Linked DNA regions of Callithrix jacchus: region 2 is linked to region 1. Evidence: chromatin contacts called from public Hi-C data. All regions are on one chromosome and are shown on one strand. Each heading gives the region's core, a stretch centred on a gene start, on an enhancer-like site or on the middle of the called end of the contact. The rest is flanking DNA. Distances are from core to core; before and after follow the strand shown.

Region 1 (5,629 bases), core at 2,116-4,615:
CTGTAATCCCAGCACTTCGGGAGGCTGAGGCAGGCTGATCACCTGAGGTAAGGAGTTTGAGATCAGCCTGGCTAACATGGCAAAACCCCGTCTCTACTAAAAATACAAAAAATTAGCCAGGCGTGTTGGCATGCACCTGTAATCCCAGCTACTCAGGAGGCTGAGGCAGGAGAATCGCTTAAACCTGGGAGGCGAAGGTTGCAGTGTGCTGAGATCATGCCACTGCACTCCAGCCTGGGTGATAGAGACTCAGTTGCTTAAAAAAAAAAATCGCAGTGTACTTCCTTATCTTCTTCCCTTACTGAACCCATTCAGTCCTTAAGACAATAGGTGAGGGCAAAGAAGAGTTACATATTCAGAAAGAGGGAACGACCCCAGCCAACACAAACAGAATGAAGCCTGCAATGCCAGATTGGAATTGGAGATGATGTGAACTCCTGGTTTTCAATATACATAATTGATATAGAAATAAATATAGAAGTACTGTGGATTTGCTGGCATATACACAGTCACACACACACACAGAGATTCTCCAGCTCTTCCCAGAGGACTTGCTAGCAGTGATACCCCAATAGCAGTGAGTACCCCTGGCATGCAGATCTTTATTTTAAAATAGTATTTTCAGCTGGGTATGGTGACTCATGCCTGTAATCCCAGCACTTTGGGAGGCCAAGGTGGGTGGATCATTTGAGGTCAGGAGTTCCAGACTAGCCTGGCTAACATGGTAAAACCTTGTTTCTACTTTAAAGAAAAATAGCTGGGCGTGATGGCATGTGCCTGTAATCTCAGCTACTTAGGAGGCTGAGGCGGGAGAATCACTTGAACCTGGGAGGTGGAGGTTGCAATGAGCTGAGATTGTGCCACTGCACTCCAGCCTGTGCTACAGAGCCTCCGTCTCAAAAAATAAGTGAGTAAAATAATGCTGTCCATGAAAAGGACCCAGGGCTTTTTGGAGAAATGGCTGATTCCAGAGCTGAGGCAGGCAGGCAGACTGCAAGATGAGCCTGGAACATACTGTATCAGAAAGCAAGAAAGTGCTCCAAGAATGGTAGGCACATGCCCGAAAGATTCCCACTGAAAGGGGCTTCTACTGGCCAGTTCAGGGACATTTTGAGCATCAAAATAAATAATGATTACAATGGATTACAATCCATTGAATAAAACAGAAGACTAGGAATCCACAGAGATAAATTTCACGGTAGAGATGCCCAACAAACATTGCTTTAGTCAGTGGGAAAAATAAAAATCGTGTACCAACTGATAGGCGGCACCAAGTGAACACAGATATGCCATGGTATTCCTGCAGAATGCAACCTACACCAGTTGTGGAAGAGGAAATGAGACAGACCCAAAGTGAGCCGTATTTCACTAAATAACTGGCCTGTAATCTGTAAAATGTCAAGGTCATGAAAATTAAAGGAAAGCTGGGAGCGGTGGCTCACACCTATAATCCCAGCACTTTGGGAGGCTGAGACGGGTGGATCACGAGGTCAGGAGTTCAAGACCAGCCTGGCCAAGATGGTGAAACCCTGTCTCTATTAAAAATACAAAAATTAGCTGGGCATGGTGGCCTGTAATCCCAGCTACTTGGGAGGCTGAGGCAGAGAACCTCTTAAACCTGGGAGGCGGAGGTTGCAGTGAGCTGAGATCGTGCCACTGCACTCCAGCCTGGATGATAGAGCAAGACTCTGTCTAAAAAAAAAGCAAGGGAAAATCTGAGGAAGGGTTCCAGACTGAGGGAGCTAAGAGACATGAATAAAGAGAAATGTAACATGATTCTGAACTGGGTCCTTTTGCGATAAAAGATATTACTGGGACAAAACTCAATGGGGTCTGAGGATTCAATGTGGTAACTTCTGGTTAACTTCTTGATTTGACAGCTGTGGTTATGTAGGAGAAAATCCTTGCTGGTGGGAAACACACATTAAAGTATTGGGAGGGGGTTGGGAAAAATACTCTAAATGCTTCAGGAAATGTTCTCTAAGTTTGTGATTGTTTCTAAACAACATTATTTGGATAATGCACACTTTGAAATGATACGAAATTCTTTCACCCTGGAAATTCTATGTCTTAGTTTCTTCCTGTTGCTATAACCCCATACCTTAGAATAAGTAATTTATAAACAATAGAAAGTTCCCACTGTGCTGGAGGCTGGGAAGTCAAAGGGCAGGGCACCCGCAGATTCGGTGTCTGGTGAGGGCCGCTCTCTGCTTCCAAGATGGCACTTTTCTGGCTGCATCCTCCCCTGATGGTAGGGGCAAAAGGGATGATTCCTACATCCTCATGTGGCAGAAGAGATGGAAGGGCCCAAAGAGGCCTGGCTAGTGCCCTCCAGCACTTTCATAAAGGCATGAATCCCATTTGCCAGGGTGGAACCCTCACGACGTAATCACCTTCCAAAGGCCTCACTTTCTAATACCACACCTTGGGGTTTATGTTCCAACATATAAATTTTGGAGGGACACATACATTCAAACCAGGAATTGCAGGAATTTTTCCTAGCGATACTTTGCTCATGTGTGTAAGTGGGGAAATGCATAGGTATTAGCTAGGCAAGGAGGGTTCCAAATTAAAGGCACAACACCTCATGAACCCTGAAACAGAACATGCTTGGAAGGAGAGAGTGGAGTGAGATGATGATGCTGGGGAACCAGGTAGAGTCTCGTAGGTAGGTCATGAAAAAAGCTGGGCATTGCTGCTGGGCACAGTGGCTCACATCTGTAATCCCAGCACTTTGGGAGGCTGAGGCAGGCAGATCACGAGGTCAGAAGATCGAGACCATTCAGGCTAACACGGTGAAACCCTGTCTCTACTAAACATGCAAAATATTAGACAGATGTGGTGGCACACACCTGTAATCCCAGCTACTTGAGAGGCTGAGGCAGGAGAACCTGGGAGGCAGAGGTTGCAGTGAGCCGAGATCGCGCCACTGTACTCCGGCCTGGGCGACAGAGCCTGACTCCATCTCAAAAAAAAAAAATATTTGGGCATCGCCTAAGAGCAACGGGGAACCATTGCAGGATTGCAGCAAGGGGGGTAAATAGTCTTCTTTCCCCACTGCCATGCCCTTCGCCTGGCAGCCGTCCTCACGCGCAGAAAGCCCAGCTTTGGCTCAGCTCACAGTACCAGAGCACATCCTTCTGCCTGTGCGGACCTGGGTGCTCGCCACCCTCAAGGCCGTGTGTGCAACCCCACCCAGGCTCAGCAGCACCCCCGGGGCCTGCAGCAGAGGCCGGAGGAGGCACCACGGGCAGCTCAGATCCAAGGCCTCAAGGGGGCGCCGGGCGGGCAGGGCCAGGGCCAAGGCAGAGGATCCGAATTCCTCCCTCTGACCGGAAAAAAAGCCACTTTCCCTGGGAAGAACTCGAAGAAGTTGGATGTCCGATCTTGATCTTGGATTTGGGGTCCCGGGCCCGCGGGCTACTCACCGGACCGGGAGCCCACGAAGCAGGGCCGGCTCAGCGCGCTGGCGCCATCTAGTGTCGGATGAGGATGCGGCCCTCTGCAGCTGGAGGGGACACTTGGGCTTGGGGTTGACAAGTTAGCTCCCAGGTTCTGCAAAGCAGGGGTCAGCGGGAAGTCGGGGTGTGACAGCCGGGGCCTCCGGGGAGTGGGGGGGGGGCGACCTAGGAGTTTTTGAGAAACCGACTCCTGCTTGAACTCTGTATTCTGTTTCCTAGAGCTGCCATAACAAATTACCAGTAACTGGGTGGCTTACGGCAGCAGAAGTGTCTTCTCTCACAGTTCTGGAGGCCTGAAGTCGGAGATCAGGGCGTGCGTAGGGCCGTGCCCCTCTGCTGGCTCTAGGGAGAGTCTTTCCTGGCCTCTTTCTAGCTTCCAGCGGCAGCCCGCAGTCCTTGTTGTGGGTTTGGTTACAGATGCCTCACTCCAGCCTCTGCCTTCCTGTATGTCCAGGCTCACGTCTCCTTCTTCCTGTAAGAACACGGTCGTAGGATTAGAGCCCACCCAATCTAGTGGGACTCATCTTAACCTGATCACAGAGGAAAGACTCCATTTCCACCTACGATCACATTCACAGGAAACAGCACTCGGACATATCTTTTCCGGGGTTCACAGTTCCACCCTCTACAGAATCCTTTGGCTCAACAGATGCTCCTGCAAGGTGCCAGGCTGGTGCTGAGGGCTGAGCACACGGGGCTGCTCTGTCCTTGAGGTTCTCACGACTGGCACTAACAGTGTCGTCACTGGTCTCTATCCCCCTTAAACCTTGACTCCTCAGTGCCTAGCAGGACCCCCAGAGGCTCTGTACTTCACTGCACTAGGAAGGAAGGATGGAGGAGGGGCAGGAGAGAGGAAAGAAGAGCTGCGGGAATGATGCAGGGAGACTACTCCTCCCCGGTGAAGGAGGTGCACAGCAGTTGGCTAGGGCTTTACGGAGCAAGTGCTGTTCCAGCTGGGTCTTGAACCAACACTAGTTTGGTTGTCAGGCAGAAGAGATGGGCCAGGGGGAGAGGCCTTCTAGGCAGATCTAACAGGTGGGCAATGCCCAGTTGTGAGTGGAGTCATGAGGTTGCGGAGTATTGGGGAGTGTGAGAATCAGGTGTGGTTGGATGGGAGGGTGTGGGGCGAGGCACTGTCACATGGCCCAGACCTGGAGACTGTAGCTCTATGCTGAAGGGCTTTGAGAGCCATTCTCTTAGCTTGAAGTATCTTGCAGGTGGGCACCCTAGAGGGTTTTAAAGCATGTGCATGAACCAGCGATCCATAGAATATCCTACTTTAGAGATATAAATTATTATTATATTTGAGACAGTGTAGGACTGTGATCTGATCTGATACATGCTGTCCTTTAATATCTGAGTTAAATATGTTACTGGCTCCCAAGAGAGGATTCTTGGATCTCCCGCAGTCCACAGAACAAAGTGAGAGCAAGTTTATGAAGAAAGTAAAGGAGTAAAAGAATGGCTACTACATAGACAGAGCTGTGGCATGGGATGCTCAGCTGACTATATTGATAGTTATTTCTTGAGTATATGCTAAACAAGGGGTGGATTAGTCATGAGATTTCCAGGAAAGGAGTGGGAATTCCTGGAACTGAGGGTTCCTCCTCCTTTTAGACCATATGGGGTAACTTCTGGACATTGCCATGGCATTTGTAAAAGGTCATGGTGCTGGTGGGAGTGTCTTTTAACATGCTAATGCATTATAATTCATGTATAATGAGTAATGAGGATGACCAGCAGTCTCATTATCATCTTCGTTTTGGTGGGTTTTAGCTGGCTTCTTTACTGAATCCTAGTTTATTAGTGGGGTCTTTGTGACCTGTATCTTGTGACCTCCTAGCTCATTCTGTGACTTAGAATGCCTAACTTCTTGGGAGTGCAGCTAAGTAGGTCTCAGCCTTATTTTACCCGGCCCCTATTCAAGATTAGTCATTCTGGTTTGAACACCTCTGACAAACATGTTTATCTTTCTTATAGTTACGAATACGTTTGGATCTATCATATTTGGTATGAGCTCTTTATTGTCTTCTTTTTACTTTTTCCTGTCTTCTTTTGGATTAAAAATGTTATTGATTTTCTACAATCTCTATTTTTCCCTTGGACAAAATCCATAAGATTCTATTTCTATTCTTTTGGAAGTCAATGTTGGGTCTCAGAAATTGATA
Region 2 (5,629 bases), core at 1,022-3,521, 280 kb after region 1:
GTGTAGTGACAGGGTTTAAGGCCATCCCAGATCTTCCAGGAAGATCTATATTCAGCAAAAGCCCTAACTCTGACCGGGGCTGGCCCTTCAGGACAATCTTGCCAGCCCTGCCTCTCCCCATGTATTATTCTCCTTCCCACCGTTGTGTTCCAGGCACTGAATCTCTTCAGTTCTGGTTCCTCAAACAAGTCAAGCTCTTGCCTGTTCCAGGACCTCTATGTCAGTTGCTCCTAGAATTCAGTTCCCCATCTTCCCATGATTGGCCCGGCTTATCTATTTTAATGTCACCTTCTTAAGGACCACTCAATCTACATGAGCTGCCTGCTCACCCTGTACCTCAGCACCCCTTTTTAACACTCAGCCTGGTGTATATCACGGTCTGATATTTTGCTGGCTTGTTGATGATATATTATCTGTCTCTCCAAACCCAATAAGAATTTAAGTTCTATGAGAGAAGAAACATTTTCTGTCTTCTTCTCTGCTGTATTCCCAGAGCTTAGACTAGTGCCCGGCACTGCTAAATATGTTAAATGAATAAACAGCTAGAGGGATGGGGGATAGATGGATGGATCCCTGTCTTGATAAGACCCTTTTCTGGCACATCAGAGGGTCTGTCGACCATCTCAAGACCAAGTGTAAGGTTGGAGCCAGCTGTCAAGTTTACTGTGATGCTATTTTGTAAACAGGGCCCTTGGGCACCCTGGCTGGGCCTCAGGGGTGCTGTGCAGACAGACCCTGGCCAGTCATCCCTCTTGTTTGATGGAAGAGCAGAGGTATGGAGCAGCTGGAAGTCAGGTAGCTTGTCTGACAGAGACAATTAGGAAGCCCAGGCTTCCTGCATTTTGGCCTTGGTTGTGGAGTTCAGGCAGAGTTGGGGCTGCAGGCATGAGGTTAATGAAGCATCTGATCCCTCCTGTATCCTCTCAGACTCTAGCAGTTAAAGCTGGACATCGACTGAGGCCAGGGAAACAGTCCTATTTGGGGACAGTGGGAAAAAGGGATGGAAGATGTTTGGATAGTGCAGAGAAAAAGGTGTCTTCCTCCCAATCTGCTTCCTGTCGGCCATGGAGTTGTTGGCTTTGCATCAACTCTCACCTTTCAACCCGCCCCTGGTATGAGCTTCCCGCTAGGTGGGGCGTCTGAAGAAAAGGGCGTAGTTTCTGGCCTTGGAGGGGAGATCTAGAACAACCGTATGAAAGCAGTGCAAAGTTGGTGGGCTAATAGAGGCTGAGAAAGTGTTGAGGGGACCCTGGGGAAGCCAGGGAAGGCTTTTCATGGGAGCAACAGTGGAGCTTACAAATGGGAAAATGTCTGACCTAGATGGACCAGGGGTAAGGGCCTTCCAGCAGAGGGGACCATGTGGGTAGTGAGGTGTGAGCAGGGTAAGACATGAAGAAGGAGCTGTAGGAAGTAGTATGGTTTATGTTTGGAAGTCAGGATGGAGACCGGTAGGAGGTGAGGCTGCAGAGCTGGACAGAGCCCAGATGGTGCTGGGTCCTGGGAATCAAGCTGCAGAGCAGAAGGGAGCTACAAAGTTAGGTGGGCATTTTTGCAGAGTCATCCCGATGGCACTATGGAAGCAGGATTGGAGAGGAGCAAAATAGGCAGGAAGATTATAGCAAGTGCTAGCGTGAAGGGTGATGAGGACATGGAATGTGGGAAAGGGATGATTTGCTGAAGCTTTTGTAAAGAAATCGATAAAACTTTCAAGACTTGCTAGATGCAGTGAGTGGAAGAGTGGGAGGCATCTACTCCCTTTTCTGGCTGGATTTAGTAGCAAAAAGCAGTGCTACAAAGATCTAAAAATAGGCAAAGTAGAATGGGGTGTCTGCAGAAACTCTATGGCAGGTGCATGGGAGGGGGTGCCTTGCAAATATCACTGGGTGATAGCCCTTCTCCGTGAATATTTTCTGGGTGAGTGAGTTAACCCTTGGGCTCCTCTGGCCAGAGCTCCAGGAGGCAATGCTCCCCCTTAGATCAGCCTTCCCGTAGCAACCATAGCATTTATCAGTCCCGAAGTTAGATTTCTGAGATCTCAGCTGCAGTCTTCTAGAGCAGGGACACCCTCTCCTGGCTCCACTCTGACCTAGGGAAAGTCAACTTTGAGGGGAGGTGGGAAGGGCTGTGTGAGCCTCTTGGCCCTGCACGTGGTCCTCCAAGGGGAGACTGTACTGTGGTTTCCTCCTTCCTGCCCGGTGTGGTTGCCCGTTGATGGCTTTGCAAGAAAGAGGCTGGAATGTGGCTGACTTGGCATTTCCCTGCTGCACCCGCACAGCTGGCGGGGCCTGGACCCAACTCCAGACGGGGCTCGGTCTGCTTGGCTTGGCTAGTGCCTCCAGGCTGTCCCGCCTTACCTTCTCTAAAACTGCTTAGTACAGCAGAACTGGGCCTGAGATCTTGGCCAAAGCAGGTTTCCTTGTGGTAAATGGAGCTGGCTCTCCAGCTGTGCGTTGCAGCCAAGGCCTGGCAGGGCTGAGGCTGCAGAAGCAAAACTGAAAGTGCTGCAGGAGAAGGGTGGCCGCACTGCCTCTGAAACTGGGAGAAGGCTCCGTGAGGCCAGCTGGGGGAGGGACTTGGCTCTAGTGGGGTTCCTCATCCCTGGGGGCAAAAGTCAACAGGACAGCCACAAAAACAGCCCAGAGGTAGTGCAGACACTGGCGTTGTCTGGCTCATATTGTCTGAACCATAGTCTTCCAAAATCTGGAATTTGGTGTCATTTGGGTGTGTCTTTCCCTACCACATTCAAGGAAACTTGGATATTCTACCTACCCAGTGGGCCCTTTTAGTAGAAGTAGAACATTACCCATGGAGAAGTCTGCAGTGTAGACAAGTGAGCGCTGTTACCCTGATCCCAAGGAGCCCTCGCTCCCTCTGACTTAGGTCCCCAGCCTTTGCCTGATGAGCAGCATTGAATTCAGCGGTCTTGGCCTCCAGTGGAATATGTTGGGAGCCTGAGGTCAGTGTAAGCCTGGAGCTGGGAGGAAAAGAGGGAGGTTGCAAGACTTGGGCTGTGGCTTTGCTGTTAGGGTGTCAGTGGGTGACTGAGGGGGCCTAATTGTGATGGAAAGTCTCTAGCAAAGACTGCTTGAGAGACTCCCGAAGCTCTGGGGGAGGCCTCCCTGCTCCATGTCTATCCAGCACCCCCACAGGAAAAAATCTCAGATTCTGTTCCATTAACAGAGGGCTCTTGGGTCTTCTTTTGCACACACTTACTGCTGTGCCAGGACTCCCGCTGGATCCCAGTCTTAGCCAAGAGCTTGCATAAAGCATGGTGGGTACCTGCTCTCAATGTCCTCTGTGACTTAAGGCTGTGGCCAGGCCAGAAACTTGATTTACACAGTTTTAAAATCCATTGCCTCCAATAGTTTTGTTGGAAACAGGGAAACTAGCCCAGAACCCCTCCCAGCTGCTGTCGTTTTGTCTCCCTCCGTCTTCTCCTAGAAGCATTGTGCTTAAACACTCTCCCTGGGCCATGGCTAGAGCCTCCATTCCTCCAGATCAAGAGTTTTGTTTCTGTCTTTTTTTTTAACCTGAGTCCAGGGACGTTTAATGGGCTTTAGGGAGTCCGTTACTCTCCTAAAATCTGCAGGCTTCTCTGTGTATGTGCATTTCTCTAGAGAGAGAGCCTACATCTTTGGGTAGGTTCTCAGAGGGTCCGCAATCCTTCATGGACTCAAAGCTGAGAAGTTCTGCTATTAATGTACTTGGAGTTTGGCCTTGCCAAAGTGTTGGATGACCCTCGGGGTATCCAGCTTACAGGTAGAGGTTGGGCTCTCTTACTTGGAGGTTTTGGGGTGGTTTTGGCAGCCAAAGGAGTTCAGAAGCAGAGAGTATCATGCTAGCTGGGAAGGAGGGAGGAAGGCAGCAGGACACTCAGGCCCCACAGGGCAGGCTGTGGCTCGTGGCAGTGTTAGAAGGAGCCCAGAGGCACTGCTTGGAGAGGCTCAAAGTATCTCTCCCAAGGTGGTGAGCACTGCGCATCTTAGCCCAGTGGCTCACCTGGGAGCCAGGCAGGGTTGTGGGCAGCAATCAGATGTCATGGTTTCCCTGCACTGGGAGGTCCTGATGGGAGTGAAGAGAGTCGAAATGTTGTTTTTCTGGTAAGGAGATGGCAGAAAGGGAAAGTCAGAAGAGAGGCAGGGAAAGGGGCAGGAGCCAGATGATGGTCACTCTCAGGCGTGGAAGGAAACTCTTGGAGGTTGTAAAGTCAGGAAGAAGAACTGCTTCTTGCTGCAAAATAGCCTGAAGGTGGGTGGCGGAGCTCTATCAATGGAGTTGCTGAAAGTTGGACAGATGGGAGCCCCAGAAACACGTGTTGGAGGGACGTGCCTCCCCTGGCAGGGCCTCTGGGTGGGATGACCTCATCCCTTCCCGTCTCAGCGACTGAGGCTTTATTATTCCAGCCTCTAGGTAGACATTACGCTATACTGAGCCTAAAGGTTAAAGGAAGAGCTGCCTTTGCCTTGGAACTCTCATGGCTCCCTGGTGGTGGGGGGCTGAGCAGGAAGGTCCCTGAGTGCCTCCCCCATTGTCTGAGAGAACCCAGTTCCCTTCCTTGGGGGCCTTCTGTCTCTCCCTCACAGCCTGTGTCCTCGCTGCTGTTTAGGGAAAGGCAGGGACAGACGGGTCATTCCCCTACCTGCACCAAGAGCATCCCAACAGAAATTTCTGCCTGTGCAGCTGGTATATACCAAAGGGGCCATCTAAGAGTGAATATTGCAGGTAAAATAGGAGAAGATGGAAAACACCAGAACACTGCCTATGCTGGCAGTGACAAAATCTGAGGTCTGCAGTGAATAACTTCGTGCCTGTTTTAAAGACCTCCTGAGCCTGGTTTCCATGACAGACTAAGCAGATCTCCTAAGAGTTAGAGGAGATCTCCACGGTTCCTCACACCTTCGGCCAGGTACTGAGTTAAACCTGTCAGGATGAGGTCCCCCTGGCAGATCCACTAATTGCATCCTCCTGGAATCAGTCCAGGATGCCCGGAGTACCTGCCCAAGACTGAAATTCACCTAATTAGGAATAGGCATCTAACAGGGATGGATGGATGGATGGCTTTCTTTTCCCCCATAATGTAACTTCTTTTTACCTGAACTTGGAGGTTACCTGTGGGGATGGGTGGAAGAGGAGGAAGTTTGCTGACTTGTTCATAGGGGAAGGGTCAGAGATGATCTCCTTTCTGGAAACCTTTCAAACCCCAGAGAAGAGAGGGTGGCATGACAAGTGCTTTGAATAGTTTTCCCACCAGGAGCAGCTTCAGAACGTGCAGACAGGCCTTGAACCCTGGTCCAGGATCCCTGTGGAACAGTGAGCTCTCTGCCCCGATTTCGACCTCTGGTATCACAGGCTCTGTCCCAGTGTCCTGGACTCTGAGGATGTGAATGTGGGACTTCCAACCTCAACCTTATTCTCCTTCCCCAGGGAAGTGCACAAGGGCCTCGATCACATTCACTCAGTGCCAAGCCCTGGGAACAGGAGCTTGGGGTTCATGGGGTTCCATTCTCCTGGTAGTGATCCAGTCAGTCCCTCTATAATAAACCCATTATTGGCTTAAAAAGTTGTAAATCATAATTATCACCCTGACTCCTTTTTGGAAGAAAATGGGACACAGCTAAGTACATAACAT

What was found. A called contact is a pair of places that touch in the nucleus more often than the background predicts.
Region 2: a Hi-C map of induced pluripotent stem cells shows a contact between it and region 1, with 5 times the contacts expected there. The contact joins two enhancer-like sites. A contact is called at or near these places in 3 of 3 Hi-C or Micro-C datasets (induced pluripotent stem cells and skeletal muscle).

The regions. Positions count from the first base shown.
Region 1 is chr8:104,708,621-104,714,249 of calJac240_pri, forward strand. No RefSeq gene overlaps it. Among named protein-coding and RNA genes, the nearest start is that of SRSF5, 37 kb to the right of the region's middle. Within about 2 kb of position 3,366, at least 3 of the 16 cell types and tissues checked have an H3K27ac peak or open chromatin away from gene starts, as enhancers often do.
Region 2 is chr8:104,991,585-104,997,213 of calJac240_pri, forward strand. All of the region lies in intron 10 of SMOC1 (SPARC related modular calcium binding 1), which reads left to right. Among named protein-coding and RNA genes, the nearest start is that of SMOC1, 140 kb to the left of the region's middle. Within about 2 kb of position 2,272, at least 4 of the 16 cell types and tissues checked have an H3K27ac peak or open chromatin away from gene starts, as enhancers often do.